Regions from separate parts of the Anas platyrhynchos genome. Here region 1 is linked to region 2. A link is a contact called in public Hi-C data. All regions are on one chromosome and are shown on one strand. Each heading gives the region's core, a stretch centred on a gene start, on an enhancer-like site or on the middle of the called end of the contact. The rest is flanking DNA. Distances are from core to core; before and after follow the strand shown. Region 1 holds the start of RCAN1 (regulator of calcineurin 1). Region 2 holds the start of ATP5PO (ATP synthase peripheral stalk subunit OSCP).

Evidence for each region. Hi-C and Micro-C count contacts between places; a contact is called where the count stands out from the background.
Region 1: a contact with region 2 is called in a Hi-C map of skeletal muscle, with 2.2 times the contacts expected there. The contact joins the promoter of RCAN1 here to the promoter of ATP5PO in region 2. A contact is called at or near these places in 2 of 8 Hi-C or Micro-C datasets (skeletal muscle and subcutaneous adipose tissue).

What each region holds. Positions count from the first base shown.
Region 1 is chr1:111,414,397-111,418,508 of IASCAAS_PekinDuck_T2T, reverse strand. RCAN1 (regulator of calcineurin 1) reads left to right here and starts at 2,777. Exons shown (of 4, transcript XM_027449144.3): 1 at 2,777-3,147. The coding sequence starts at 2,935.
Region 2 is chr1:111,049,140-111,053,308 of IASCAAS_PekinDuck_T2T, reverse strand. ATP5PO (ATP synthase peripheral stalk subunit OSCP) reads left to right here and starts at 2,895. Exons shown (of 7, transcript XM_027449157.2): 1 at 2,895-3,003; 2 at 3,091-3,141; 3 at 3,218-3,328; 4 at 3,626-3,755; 5 at 3,876-3,988. The coding sequence starts at 2,977.

The DNA.
Region 1 (4,112 bases), core at 1,528-4,027, 370 kb before region 2:
TTCTGTATATATATTTTTTTCTTTTTTCTTTTTTTCATGCTGGTTAGATAACTTCTGTTCACTTGAGAAGTGAGGATTTCATTATGCAGATACATGTAATAAAAATAACCCTTTTGAGATGTTTTGGGCCTCTCTTTCTACCACTAGATGGTAGTGTGCGTTGTTTAAAACACCTGAACAGCGCTGTTCAAGTGTATATTTAGTGATTTGTTCCAGGAACCTCTTTTTATTTATTTATTTATTTTTCTGTGTGTAAAGAAATCACTACCGTTAATCACTGTCACTCACATTAAATATGTGCTCCATTCTCAAGGCTGAGCATTGTGGTTAAGATCTCATTTCTCTTGTCCATATATTGCATTCTCTTCACACCTAACAGAAAGAGGGGAGGAATCCATCATTAAACATTAGGATTAGGGAGAGTGAGGTTTAATTTTTCTTCTGAAGTTCACAACTGAATTAATGCCTGGGCGGTGGTGGTGGTCACTTCATATTGGTGTTTGCTGTATTTCTAGAATGCCGGCAATGCTTGCTTTCTCTGAATTGTCTGCCTGAACTTTTCAGCTCTTTGGGCAGATAGGTCCTCAGACTGCAGTGCTTGGAACAATGTGATAGTGATCTCAGTTGAGCTTTGGGTGTTATTATGATACAAATATAATTAATGACTTATTTTCATCCACAAATCTGACACCTGGTTGCAATTACCAGCTGGTGGTGGTTTATGCCATTAGACCAGTAGTGGCCAGTTTTATGATTTTGAACGGCTTTCATAACAGTAACATGGCAAGCGGCAATCACAGGAATTTGTTGCTGGCAGGTTTTGCTTCTTCTATGAGAACTTTTAAATACTTATAACAAAAGATTTTTGTTCAGGTTCCTCAGGTGAGGTTTCTGTAGAGGGCTAAGACTCTTGAAACAGAGAGTACAGATACTCGCTCCTTTGAGAAGCTATCACTGCTCTTATCAGGAAGAAAATCTGAGAGCATAGAATAAGATTTAAAATTATATTAACTTATCTAAAGGTTGAAATGTTAGCTCTAAAATGTTTCAGCAAGTTCATATACGTGACATTTACTATAAAATACCATTTATTTGGATTTTTGTGAAAAATTGTGTGAAAATATAAACAGACTTACATGACTTAGAGCAATCAGTCACGAAAATATGCTGCACGTAAGATGTGTCTCTCTCTGAGAAAGGCTTGAATGGATTACAACAGACAGATTACAGAGTCTGAAAAAAAATGTAGGAGGGAGGGAGAAGGCAAATGATCATCTCTTTGCCTGGTATTTTTTGCCTTGTTGTATCCTGCAAGATCTCATTAAAATTGACTGAGACCAGTAATTCGTCATTTTAAAGTCTTTGATCTGTTGGGAAAAAAAAGTCAGCAATGCTAACTAAAGATAACAGTAGTTATCTCAAGTACAGGGGTTGTTGTCTCTGCTGTAAACTTTGCACAATGCAAATTAGTAGGTAGCACATAATTTTCAACCCTCAAAATTGTTTCTTCAGAGGTTCTTTACACCACCAAAATATTGCTGCATTTTGGAAGAAAAGATCAGTAAAAATATGTTACTTAGAACATCATTAAAAATATTTGCCATACCATATTTTAAATCATTAATAAATGTTGCTCAACAAGTGACCCATTGTAGTCTGTATCAATATGTTTATAGCCTGGTTACAAAATCCAGTCCTGTGTGTGGCATGGTAATTCTTTTCCAAGTGCATGCTAACACGTGTTATCTACAAAGATATAGTTTAAATTGCAATCTAGAACACCAGACATTCTGAATTGAAACAGGATTTTTTGAGCCTCTGGATAGATGACGCCGGCTGACAAGATCAGTGTGTGATGACATACTGCTTTCTAAGTCCCAGGACTGAGATGTAATATAAATGACAGGTGCCTCCTCACTCACGTCTGTGAGAAGTTTCTTGGAAATTGAACATGAGAATAGGATTAGCACCTCAGCTTGCTAAAAGTGGTGTTCTTGTGGTAGCCCTCTTTTGGTCTTGGTGAGAAAACAGCTTTTGGAGGGATTGCACTTCCCACTTTCAGACCTCCTGCTTTCTTACTCAGCCCTGTGGAGGTCGAAGATTGAGTTAGAATTTTGCCAGCTATCATCCAACATCTTTTCACTCCTTACTACCTTTAACTCTTCTGTGCTACTCTTCTACAAGGACAGGATATTTGGGGTTGATATGTGAATATCACAGTAACTTCATTTATATATATATAAAAAAAAAAAAAAAAAAGCATGTCATATGAAGTTCATTCTAAGGTCTTATGCTAAAGTGTGTTGCTGTATACACATGTATGTAAGAAAAGTGTTTGTCTAGGTCAGTTACGTTGGACTAAGCAGCTCGGCACAAATAGATAAGCTTTTGGCATCTGCAGAATGTCTGACACGAGCAGCTCCTTCAGCTTAGCTAAGAAAGGTGCAGCTGTCCCTTATAGACTTTCATCACTAGGAAAAAAAAAAAAAAAAAGCCTTTAAGAATATGCCTCCTTCGGGTCCAAGGTAAGGGAGAAGTGACAAAAACACCCCACGACACAACTCTCCCAACAGGCTTTTTATTCCCCTTGACTCTGCAGCACCATGAAACCCTCTGCAGAAAATCAAGAGCTACATCAGGTAGTTTTGGGGGCAGACAAGAGAAACACGAGTCATTCGGCGGTGCCTTGCTAAAAACACCTCCTTTTTTAATTCCTATTTAACGCCCCTCAGGGCGGCGCTGCCCTCACTCAAGATGGCGCCGGGCAGCGCCGCGCTGCCGCGGGCCACCTGTTGCGGCAGCACCCGCCGCCTATAGGGCTTGCGCGCGGGGGGGGAGCAGGAAGGCGACGGTTAAACGGCCGCGGGGGGGGACCAACGGCCGCCGCCTCAGCCGCGCTCCGCCCCGCAGCGGGGGCTCCGCTCGCCGCCGGCCATGGAGAGCGGCGGCGGCGGCGGGAGGGGCTCAGCGGAGCCGTCGCCCCGGGAAGGAGACGAAGAGGAGGAGGAGGAAGAGGAGGCGCTGCCGGCCGAGGCGGCCTGGAGCTTGGTGGACGGCGCGATGGAGGCGGAGGCGCTGGCGGACCTGCCCACCGCCACCATCGCCTGCAACCTCGACCCGCGCGTCTTCCAGGAGGGGCCGTGCCGGGTGAGGGCCGCGCCGCCCCGGGGGGGAGCGGGGAGGGATGGGGGAGGCAGCCCGAGGGGCGTGGGGCTGCCCTGAGAGCAGGGGGAGGGAGCTGCTGGGGAGTCTGTGGAGCCCGACTGGGCTTAAAAGGGCTGCACGCCGCTCTGACGGAGCAGGGCAGGGTGACAGCAGGTGTCAGAGGGATGTTACGCGCTGCCTGAGACATCCAGGTCTAATAAATTGATATAAACGCTTCAGCATTGCTGCTCACCTCGTCCCTGGCTTTCCTGATGGAACTTGAATTCAAGTCGAGCTTGCCTCCTCTTACCTGTGGCACTGCTGCCCAGAATTAAAGAATCAGCGAAGCCAGCATTTCTCTCTCTTATTTTTACACTCCTTTTTGCCATCAAGCTCTTATTTCCTTTGATGCTGAAGGAGATGCTCATTTCTTAAAAAAAAATTCAAAATGAAACCGACTTGAAAAATTAGGCAATAAGTGTACTGGTTTAAAATCCTATTACAATAACTGGCTGTCTCTGTGAAAAACAATTTAGAGTAGATACAGCAGAGGTCCAACAGCTGAAGGCTATGAACAGTTGCACTGCATTAAAAATGAGCTGGAGGTTGGAGTACAATATAGCTGCACCATCTCTATTACTTTCTAAAATTATGTAACTTTTAACAGCAGTGTAACCCTGTATCACGCAGGGCACCTGCTGCTAGGAAGGGAATGGCACCTTCACAGGGATTTGCCCTCTCTAATTCAAGTTCACTCTAAATGTACTTAGCAAAACATAATCAGTTCCAGTATCTTCAGTTGCTGGTGGTAATAGTATTTTTCGTAGGTGAATTCTATAACCTTAAAGGGTGTATTTTGAAAACACATATGCACGTACATAAATGCACGATTACGCAGAAGATTGGGAAGTGTTTAAACACTTAAACCATTTTTTTGTCTTTCTGTTTTAATTCCAAAGGCTCTCAGT
Region 2 (4,169 bases), core at 1,646-4,145:
CAGTACAATGTTCTAGCTGCTGCTCTGCCAATCTGTGAGATGGCAAAGCTCAACTGTTAGCACTTACCTACACCAGAACATGCCAATTATTTGTATATTTTCCAGAATCAGTTATTTTTACACGTAATATTTTGTGGACGTCTTCTAAAATGGTCAAATGTCCAAGTGAGCCCTCGTCACCATTTCCAGTATAAGGCCTTGCTGATTAGTGTTAATTTTGCTGATCTATTAAAATCATGTCATAGCTCAACCTCAATTTTTCAGGCTTATTAAATTATCCTAAAAGAGACTCAGAGCAGACATTTTGCCAATGAAGCTACAAGTACTTAATTGTGGTTGTCTTTCCCTTTTACAACAGATTACTATGGCAGCACAGAAAGTAAACTGTCGTACACGTGATACTTCTGGGGTGCTCGTGGCACAATAACATCATAACGACTTATTATTTTATCATATAGCAGTGCTAGATGGAAATCCCCTTTGGAGGGCAGGCAAATGTAGGCACAGGTGCTTGGTTTTGCAAATGCCCCTACAAATAATTTTCAGTGGAGTGCTCCAATGCTGAGGTCAGTGAGTTCAGCATCCTAACTCAATTAATAGGGCTGCTGCTCCTATTCTGAATTCCCCTAACAATCTATGTGGTTTTACAATCGCTCTTGCCAGCTTGGAAGGAAAAAAGAAAATGTTGTCTGCCTGCTGTTACTGAGTGAAAAACCCTTTTGTTAATGGCAAAATGAGTCAGGTCTTGCCTAGGCAGCTAGGTTTTAGTGTGCGGGTCACTCCACCTGCGACAGCTTAGTCCCCAGGGAGCCCGTGTGACAGAGCACTTGCACTTACCTGCCCATGCAGAACAGTTTGCAGGGCAAAGGTACGAAAAACAACCAAGTGAATTAGATTCAGCAGGAGCACTCACTGCTTCTGGGAAATAAAAGGGCAGACCCTGAAAGAAGGGAAAAAAAAAAAAAAAAAAAAAAGCTTCCTTCAGCAGCCACAGGAGCAAAACCACAGTAGCAACAGAGAGGTGAGGTAGGTCATAGCTTTTCTGTGTCACATTCCCTGAACCTAACTCGAGCCTGCGAGTGGAAGTCTCCTCTGTTTCTTGTAAATAACAAACTTTTTGTAGAGGTCAGGAACTTGTTTGCAGCTACACCCTGGCTGCTCTGGGACCCTCCCATGCTGAGTATGGGAATACCAGGCTCAGCCAAAGGGAAACAGCTGGCTGCAATTACTGGCTAGCAGGTGCAGAGGAGCACTCCAAACAGGCCGAAAGCTAAGGTTTCAGGTGATTTTCAAGGTGAGGGACTAAAGTACTTGGTGTTTTTAGCCTCCTTAAAGATTTTGAGTCACTAGTTTAATTACTGGAGGGGTTTTTGGTATTTCATGTGCTTTTTGAAGGAGCTGGCCGTAGTTCGGTGGAGGCTAAGTTTGGCACATTTTGTGGAAATAAACAGATATGCTCTCATCATCGTGAGGACACCAGATGTGTTGTTACAAGCTTCATCTCATTTTACCTCTACATGCTGCAAGCACTCTGGAACGGTCTGTCTTACTACGAGTTTTATGATGACTCATGCAGCTGGACCCTGCTTGAAACACTTCCCCACTGCTACCATGGTAGAATAATAATGAAGAATTATCACATTCTTTCTAGAGACTTAAAAGTGCTGATTACAGTGAGCTCTGTGGCTGCTAGGCATGTGTGAAGTCCATGTCTTCAATAAGCACAAGCGTGTGTTTAAATTAATCTAAACTCAAATTACTTTGAAGATTTCTCAAATAGAAGTAGAGAGGCTATATTTAGTAGGATTTCAGATCTAGTCTGTATCAACAGGAGAATGCTTGTTATGATGCATTATGAATATGAATAACACTATATTTCCTAAGAATGAGTACTCTGAGGTTACAGTGCCACAAGCAGTGACCTCCACATAAACCAACAGACCTGCAAGTGGATGTTCTTCCAGGTGTTTCTCATGACCTTGTAATCAGAGTATGTGCATGAGTGCTCAGTGGTATTGAACCTACATGAACACGCTGAAACAAGGGATAGAGGTAAATGTCAAATAATGAAGGACGGGCACTACAGGGAGTCCAAATGCTTTGTAGGAGGAAAAAAACTTGAGTCTGTCAACAGTCACCTTGTTTTCCATGTGCCTTAGCATAGTATCCAGGAGGACCTGCTCTATGATCTTGCTGGGCACAGAAGTGAGATTGACTGGCCTCTAGTTCACCAGGTCTTCTTTTTTTCCCGTTTAAAAAATGCCTTTTAAAAAATAGGCATTATATTTCCTCTTTTCCAGTCAGCAGGAACTTCATTGGACTGTCACAACTGCTCAAATACAATGGATAGTGACTAAAAGATCATGGAGTGTTTCAGGGTTACTCTAATGAAATTTTGGATACAGGACCCCATTTCAAACAAATGCATTCTCTGTACTTTTCCCAAGTTTCAGTGCATGCACATTACAACAACAAAAAAAAAATACAGAATGTGTGTTTTTCCTTAAACAAATCCTTTTCTTCATTTTAGATGTGTTTTTCTTAGTACCGAAGTTATTAAAAATATCAAGAAGAATGGTGTTAGAACGGTTAAAGCTCTCATGAACTACACTTGTGGCTTTGCATGTCCCCAGAGCAAATACAACCGGCGATACAGGAGCTCAATTCCAGCACCCAGAGCACCACATATGGGTTACAGCATCGTGTTTCTGAGGGGATGCTGTACCAGCTTCCTAAAGAGGAAGCCTTGAGGAAAGCCTAGCCTAATTCTCTGCTTTAGAGCGAGCACTAATCCTCCAACTTGTGGCAACAGCAACACCTAGCGCTCCCGGTCCGCCCTGCATGTGGAGCTGGTTTGGGGAGGGAGCAGCCAGCAGCCTACATCCCCCAGCGAGCCGCGCAGCGCTGAGGGGCGGTGCGGCCGCCATGCCTGCGCGGGGCCGGGCGGCGCCGTGACCTCCAGCGGACAGAAACAAAATGGCGGCGGCGGGGCTGGCGCTGAAGGTGATGGCACGGAGAGGGCGGGCAGGGAGGGAAGGGGGGAGGCGGTGAGGGGCTGTGAAGCCACCGCTGTGCTGTCCCGTCCCGCAGGTGCGGCAGCTGAGCACGTCGGCGGCCAGGCCGGTGTCCAAGCTGGTTAAGGTGAGTGGGGAGGGGGTGGGAGCCGGCGGGTCCCCCCCGTCCTGGGGCTGCCCCTGAGCCGCGCTGTCGCCCTTAGCCCCCCGTGCAGGTGTACGGGCTGGAGGGCCGCTATGCCACCGCGCTGTACTCGGCCGCCACCAAGCAGAAGAAGCTGGAGCAGGTGGAGAAGGAGCTGCTCCGCGTGTGGGTGAGCAGCCCGGCAGCAGCCATCTACCTGGGGCGTGGGGTGCCCCTGCTTTGGGGGGGGAGGTTGGACTGCGGGTCCAAGCTGTGCGAGGGGAGCAACACCCCTAAAACACCCCTAAAACAAAGATACCTCCTGTAAGTGAGCTGTATGTGGGGCAGCCATCATCCTGCTAGCTTCTCATCTCTTCAGGCTCGCTCAAGGAGCGACCTTGTTGCCCACTTGGATGGTTTGTTCACGCCTGGAGGACTTGTGGTGTGTTCATTTTATTGTTATAATGTTGTGTGTGTGTCCTCTTAGACTCTTTTGAAGGACCCCAAACTGTCCAGTGTTGTTATGAACCCTCATACCAAGAGCACAGTTAAACAAAAAGCCGTGAATGACGCTCTAGCAAAAGAGAAGATGTCCCCTATTACTGTCAACCTGATGAGTGAGTAATCATTTTGATTTTGAGAAACATCCAAGGCTGGTGGTTGTTACTGGTAGCAAACCAAATCTGCTTCCAGCGGGTGCTTTAAACCCTTTTGACACATCTACTTCTTCCATCCAGACTTGCTGGCTGAGAACGGTCGCTTGCGCTACACTCCAGGCATTGTGTCTGCCTTTGGGAAGATCATGAGCGCGTACCGAGGAGAGGTGCTGTGCACGGTCACCACCGCACAGGTAGGTTGGGAACCTCTAGGTTCACCTGAACAGATACAGGCATAAAAGGCAAAATTACTTAGCCTTATTTTGGTTTCTATAATACAAGCATCTTGCTGTGTGAGTAGTGAGGAAAAATCTCACCTCTCCTAGGATGAAAGTGTCTCTCCAAATAGTGTTTTGATATCCAAAAATTGTTGGT